Regions from separate parts of the Mus musculus genome. Here region 1 is linked to region 2. A link is a contact called in public HiChIP or PLAC-seq data. All regions are on one chromosome and are shown on one strand. Each heading gives the region's core, a stretch centred on a gene start, on an enhancer-like site or on the middle of the called end of the contact. The rest is flanking DNA. Distances are from core to core; before and after follow the strand shown.

Region 1 (3,498 bases), core at 161-2,660, 76 kb after region 2:
AGATCTCAGCTTTGCTTAGCCTACCAGCAGTTCCCTAAGGATTTTGCCAGAACAGGATCCACACTCCCTCACAGAGACAGCTGCCTGGAAGGGGGCAGGTGTAGGCAGCTTCCTGCCAGCAATGCTCAACCCAGCAGGGATGGCAAGAGGGGCACCTCCAACTACTACTGTCAAATTCTCCCTGAACACAAAGAACTTGGAGACATTGTCCCCTGCCGCGGTTCTTCAGGAAGAAGTCAGAGCCAGAACCAACATCCTCAGAGCGAGGACTTGGAGAGGAGAGTCCTGGAGAGGAGGCATCGCACACCCACGCCCACTCCGACACTCGGGATTTCAGACAAGCACCTTCTTCAAGTAGCGATGCACACAGGGTCGCGTTTAGCACAAACAAATCCTCCTCCTGGAAGCAAGGTGAGTCACTGCGCACAGATATCTCTTCCTCGGGAACACCCAAAACTTAAGGATGCTGGCGCAGTAATACCTATCTTTGAACTCACTCACTGAATCGGACGGAGTGTGGGTGTGCCTGGAGCCCCCTGACACGTGTGTGCACCGCGGCGCGCGCCCCTGGGCTGCCTGCTAGAGTATAGTGCCTTGGAGTTTGGGAACTCCGGTCCATCACTCCCATCACTTCTCACCGTGGGGAGCAACGGCGTCTCAAACCCTGGGGACCTCTGCACAAGGTCCAGGCAATACACCTCCCTTATGGGCTCTCTTCTCCAGGCAGAAAAGTAGAAAAGGGCCTGGCTGAGGCTCGTTAGTCTCAACTTCAGCCGAGCGACCCTGCTCTGTCCAGCCCCTAGACTCCACCGCCCGCACGTGCCCCACTGGCCCCCTAGTGTTGCCCGGGACCACGCGGGACGCGGGTGTCCTCCGAACTCAGCAGCCTTACCGGTCCCAGGGTTCGGGAGGCGGGGTGGGAGAGCTCGGCCGGCTGCGGCAGGTCCACGCGGGGCGCCAAGTCTTCCAGCCGCGGCGACCGCTGCGGGGCCCCGAGCGCGTAGCTGAGGCCGGTCCCCACCCCCGGGACTGGAGTTTGCAGAGGAGCCCGGCAGGAATGCACGGAATGGGCGCTGGAATGAGACGCGCGCGGCTGGGGAGGGAGCGGAGGGAGTGGCGCTGCCACCCGCACCTTTGGGAGGAGACCGGGCCAGAGAGAGGCTGGGCTCCACGGCTGGGCGGAGCCCGGGAACCGCGGGCGGCCACGGGACAGGACACGGCGGAGACACCCGGGAACCCCGCGGACCCCTCGGCGCCTCTCGCCGCTCGCACCCACACCCCTTGACTCTGATCTACCGATTTCCCGCTCTCATCCAGCTCCCCACACCCCCGGGTTGCGTTGAGTCCTAACTGTCTCTCCACCACCTCCAGCCGAAAACCGTCCCCTCCGCCGGGGTGGGGCGCGCCTCGCTGCGCTCCTGGAGTACGCGGACAGGAGCAGGAAGGGCTGTTCCCTTCCCCGAGGCTGCTACGGAGGACACTCGCTCCGGGAGCAGGAAGCAGGAACTCCCGGCTCTGCTCCCAGATCCGCCACCGCTTTCCCTCGCCAGCCCTCCCCAACATCAGTCTTTCAGTTCTTTCCTTGTCCCTTGGGATCTGCAGAACTGTCACTTCTCAAAGAGCAGGAAAGGAGAGACCAGTCATGGGTCTACCGGATGCTGGGAGAAATAATAAAGATTAGGTCCCAGCAGTGGTTCATAGAGAGCTGGAACTTAGCTGGTTACCCAAGGTACAGGACAGAGTCGCCATGAAGTTAGAAGTCTGAGTTTTAAAGAAGGGTGCCAGATCAATTTAGGAGAAACACGTGAGCTCGGGCTGCGAGTCTTTAGAACCATTTGGCTTAAATCAGTTACTACCTAGCTCCCGCATTCACCTTGTCACTTTGAGAAACTTAAAATCAAAGAAAAGCCTTCACTATTCCCCAAAATCAAACAATCTCTGAAGCACTAGCATTAAGCTTTTATTGGTGTGGCTCTCCCAGCCAGAGCTGGTGAAACAAACTCGGGCCAGCAGTAAATCTCCAGAATTATCTTATCGTTTGCTCAACGCTAACAACGCAAGATGGAGATACACATACTACATGAGGGTAGGGTAGCACGGGGAGACGCTGAAAGAAAGTATTATAAATGTCAGGGTTGTGACCGAGAGAGGCGATCTAAAGAGTCCACGGAAATGCCAGCATCACCACGGGACTGAGTATCTATCCAGCCTCGCAAAGCGAGGACTTTGAAGGATGCAGCCCTCATTTGGATGTATAACTTCTGGTGAGCTTATTAAATGGTGAGTCATAACAAAGCCTGGTCACATCCCATTCACATGAAAAGAACATTGCAAGGCAGCAAGCGTATCTGTGAGCGTGAAGTACAGACTGTCCCACCACTTAATTGGACACTCCTTCATTGAACCTGGTACCAAGCTCAGTGCAGAAACAGACCCCTGCCTTCAAGAGGTTCACTGTCGAAGCCAGACAGTAGTTCATTATTGCAAATCCACATGAATTTGAGAACAAAACCAACAGAATTAATTCAAGGCACTGGGGTGACTTTCCCCAGTTTAATGTCTACTCCCTGTGTGTGCTAGGCAATGCTCTACCAGTGTGCTATGGCCCCAGCCTTGATTCCTTTTGGTTTCTGAGACTGAGTCTACTGAGTTAATCAGGCTGACCTTGAACTCTCTCAGCTGCTCTGGCCTCAGCCTTAGGAATAGCTGGAATTCCATTACAGGTCTCTGCTACCAGGTCTGCGGGGTGACCTTGATCCAGCTCTTGATGGAAACCTGAGTTCACCAACCGCTGTTTCAGGAAGGTTTGGTGTGAAAATAAGAGCTAGTAGGTGCTACACACCAGTGGGGGTCCACATGTGAAACGACAGCAGGACCTGAAAACCAGCATGAACCAAAGACTAAGAGAGGTGAGCCCCAGACTGTGAGGCTCATACAAGCTATACTGAAGATGTGGCCGTCATCAAGGCCACGCAGACTCAGGACTCACTTTCTTGATTCTATCATTAGACCCTCTGATGACAGTATTGCATGCATATGGAGACCCCTGTCCTGTCCTAAATACAAGAAGTGACCCTGTGACTGAATAGAGGCTCAGGATCCAGAAATGAAGATAAGGTCATGTGTGATCTGCAGATAGAAATTGTCTTTGAGGCTGAGACAGAAAGCATTTACAGCAGGATAGCTGGCCACGTCTCAACTGAAGGAAGAACTCTGGCCAGCTGTGGCCAGGGCCAGAGAAAGTTAAAGCAGGCAGAGCAAGCATTCGAGGCCAGCCTGGACTACGTTGCAAAACTCTGCCTCAAAAATAAATATAGGGGCTGGAGAGATGGCTCAGAGGTTGAGAACACTGACTGCTCTTCCAGAGGTCCTGAGTTCAATTCCCAGCAACCACATTATAATTCACAACCATCTATAATGGTATATGGCGCCCTCTTCTGGTGGGCAGGTACATATGCAGGCAGAACACAGTACAGAATAAAAGATAGATAGATAGAT
Region 2 (3,379 bases), core at 130-2,629:
CAGAGTCTGGTACAGGGAGGAAGGTGTCCACTGAGGGCAGGCGCAGTCATCCAGGCAAGGCCTCCCCAAACCCTGCTCAGGACCGGGAGTGGGAGATGCAGCAGGTACAGGCGGGGCTTCTGCATCAGACCTCTGTGAACCCCAAACCAGTTCAATTTAGAACAGTAGAGCAGTTGAGCTGAGTAAGATGCCCAGTAGTGCTGTGGAACCACAGCCAGCCTCCTAGGACGCCCTTTTCAAGAGTATTCTAACTCCTTCAGCACTGAGTTCGGGTCCTGTTCCCATAGGCTCTGCTCAGCAGGCCCTGTCCCAGTGCTCACCTGCCCTGTGCGCACCGCTGGTCTGTGTGCTCCAGTGTGCACCTGCCCTATGGGCACTCCTGGTCTGGGTGCTCCGTAACAGGCACAGAACTCCATTTCTGTACAAAGAAATCACACGAGCGCAGATATCTGTGTTTGTAGCAGACTTTACTGAGGATTTGAAGAGATGAAGGGGGCTTACATAGAAAAAAAATTACAAAAACCTTAAAATTGAATATTAGACATCTGTGAGTGTAAAAAAAAAATAATAATAAAAGCCACCATTCCCGTGGCCTGGGCTCTGGCTCTCTAGGAAGGCACACACATACCTGTGCCCTTTCTAATTCACTAAGTGTATGTACAAAAGCCAAGTTCCAGACACTTTTTAAAGAAATTTATTTCAGAGATTAGGCTTCACTGTGTAGTCCATGATGATCTCGTTCTTCTCCTGGGAGTTGGGGGGCAGAGGGAATTATAGCTGTGCAGCCAGGTGCCTGGCTGGGCATATTAGTTAGCTACATTCTACACAGTCAAGTCTTTGGGGGGAAAGGTAGTTTTCCTTCTGATCTGTTAGATAGGTTGTCCAAGGTGCCACCGAACCCTGCAACCATAGCTCTAGCAGGTTTTCAGCAGGGGTCAGACCCAGGTGGCCCCTGGGTAGCAACCCTGGAGGCAGCTCCCACTGTTCTGGCCTGGTGGCCAGAGAGGTGTTATACTGGCCCACAGTCACTGCCTTCCCTCAGTCCTCCAACCTCTGCCATCTGACTCAACCCCCAGCCTGGGAAAGACTGAGTGTGCATAGACTAGGGACACAAGGCCTATGGAAGAGGACTAGGACACAGCCACTTACACATATACATAGACAAGCTCTCTCTCTCTCTCTCTCTCTCTCTCTCTCTCTCTCTCTCTCTGTGTGTGTGTGTGTGTGTGTGTGTGTGTGTGTGTGTGTGTGTTTATTCATTTATTTGATTTTTGGTTTTATGGGGTTTTTTTGGGGTGGGGTGGGGTGGGGAGGTGGACTCAGGGCACATTCTTTCCATTCCTGTGACACATTGTTGACACAATCTGCTCCATCAGTGTCAGACCCTGTGAGGCAACAGACCTTTCACCTGTCCCTACATTTTCACCTGTCTCTAACATTTCCTGCTAACTAGATAACACACCATAAGGTTTCCACTCCCAAGATGGAGGGCTCTCTATCCCCAGGACTCTGGGGACTCTTGGTCATCTCACAGACCCAATGACACTGGTCATGCCTGGTTCACTCTCTTTTGCCTTTAGCCTGGCTGCCAAGCGATGCAGACCCAGAAAAGTTTCCAGCCCCAGACACCCAGGGGAGCAGGCTAGATGGGCTCAGGAGCAACAGTTCCACCTGCTCCTCTGTACAAACCAAATGCTCTAGAGCTCATTTCTAAATATAGCATCAAAGGAATGTGTTCCCTTGCTACACCTCCAGGCCTTGCCACCATCCTGAGAGCATTCCAAAGTGCACATCCACACAGGGAACACAGGGGCCACAGGACTGAGCTGCCTGCCTTCCTACCTGGCCTGTTCGCTGGCAGTATGTCCAACCTCTGTCAGTCAGCACACCCCTGGGGCACACCCATCCCCTCCCTGTCTCCAGGCCTCTCCATTCTCCCTCGGAATGTTCCTTCCGATCCACTTGTCTTCTCTACAGTGGTCAGTGCAGAGGTCAGACCTCAACAGCCTCCCTTAAAGTGAAGCTGACCTTGGGTACACACACACACACACACACACACACACACACACACACACACACACACACCCAGCACTTCCCACTACCTACAAGTCTCCTTAACTGGTTTCCAGTCACTGCCCTCCCCTCAGTCCAAAGTAAACTCCTAGCCACCCTGTCTATTCTGATCATGGACGCATTCCCAGAGTCTGCCACACCTCAGAAGTCAAACAACCACTCACAAAACAAATGAAAAAAATACAACCAACAACCTAAGCAACTTCCCAAAGCTCTCTGGGCCTTGTTTTTTCAGTCTTTAAAATAGGAAAGCAGGGCACAGTGAGGAACACCTGTAGTCCCAGGAAGCTGAGGCAGGAGGATCACTGGAATCAATAGCCCAGGCAAGAGAGGAAGATCTCACCTAAAAAAGACAAATGGTTTCAGCACAGTACCAGCTTGGCAGGATAAGTGAGGTTCCCTAAGTCAAGTGCCATGTTAACTTGAATGGAGAGGCAGTAAGACAGTCTTATATGGTGACTTTCCATTAGGCCACTGAGGTCAGTTAACACAGGAAAAACTTAGGACCCACACTGGGACCGAACATCTGAACGGACCTGCTTCCAATAGGAAAAGGTTATACCCTTCATGTTCCAAAAAGGCTGACTACATACATCGAAGTCTGAAATGTCTGAGGCTGGGGCTTGCAGGAGCTCTGCTCCTGGGCGGCATAAGCAGGGGAGGAGGCCAGGGCTAGGATGTTGGGGGGTGGGGGGGAGGGAAGGGCTGCAAACATAGGCCTGCACGTGGACTGGTGAATCCTGGTCACAAGGTCAGGGATGCAGTAGTCTTTCTGGGACCCTGGCCCTGTTTGATAGCAGGACCTTTACATAGTGCAGTAGGAAGGGAGGAGGCCTGGGTCTAGCCACCATCCTAACACGGTAGGGAGCAGCATATGGGTTAAATTGCTCTGAGTTAAGGAGAAGGAATTTGGGGCTACAGAAAGACTGGGCGGCTTGTCCGTCTTCCTCATCTGAGATGCAGCCAACCTCCTTCCATATGCCTATTTGCATACTTCTGGCATAGTCACTTAGCCTGTGTCAAACCTTGGCCCCAACACCAAAAACCACAGAAATAACATCAATAAATATTAGCCACCTTCCTCTCATAACCTGTTCCCTCAAGGACTACCTCTTCCCTGAGACCCTCGGATTCCTCCTCTCTGTGACAGGCAGTTACTGTAGGGACCACCCCACCCTAGTGCATATAGCTCTCCAGCCAGGGTTCTTAGCTGGAGTTGAAGTTCTCACGGTTAGTACCAATGCATATTTATTGAACATGTGGATGTGCTCAGCACTGTGTGAGGCACTGTCCATACACGAGGTAG

The links. HiChIP or PLAC-seq counts read pairs in DNA pulled down with a chosen protein or histone mark.
Region 1: a contact with region 2 is called in an H3K27ac HiChIP or PLAC-seq map of extraembryonic endoderm stem cells. The contact joins the promoter of Tead4 here to the enhancer-like site in region 2. A contact is called at or near these places in 22 of 39 promoter capture datasets (the 3T3-L1 cell line, 3T3-L1-derived adipocytes, the C10 cell line and 12 more), 7 of 15 datasets of contacts at CTCF or cohesin (the NIH/3T3 cell line, embryonic stem cells, liver and 1 more), 151 of 484 Hi-C or Micro-C datasets (the 4T1 cell line, the 63-12 cell line, the AML12 cell line and 70 more), 36 of 115 datasets of contacts at active chromatin or transcription factors (the NIH/3T3 cell line, Th17 cells, astrocytes and 19 more) and 4 of 9 other capture datasets (adipose tissue, embryonic stem cells, embryonic tail and 1 more).

Annotation. Positions count from the first base shown.
Region 1 is chr6:128,299,403-128,302,900 of GRCm38.p6, forward strand. It overlaps Tead4 (TEA domain family member 4), which reads right to left and starts at 1,411. Exons shown (of 12, transcript NM_011567.2): 1 at 893-1,411.
Region 2 is chr6:128,223,837-128,227,215 of GRCm38.p6, forward strand. Tead4 (TEA domain family member 4) reads right to left here. Exons shown (of 12, transcript NM_011567.2): 12 at 3,307-3,379. Among named protein-coding and RNA genes, the nearest start is that of 9330102E08Rik, 42 kb to the left of the region's middle. Within about 2 kb of position 1,380, at least 31 of the 459 cell types and tissues checked have an H3K27ac peak or open chromatin away from gene starts, as enhancers often do. A contact at or near this core is called in the AML12 cell line, extraembryonic endoderm stem cells, pancreatic cancer cells and 1 more, where this site is marked.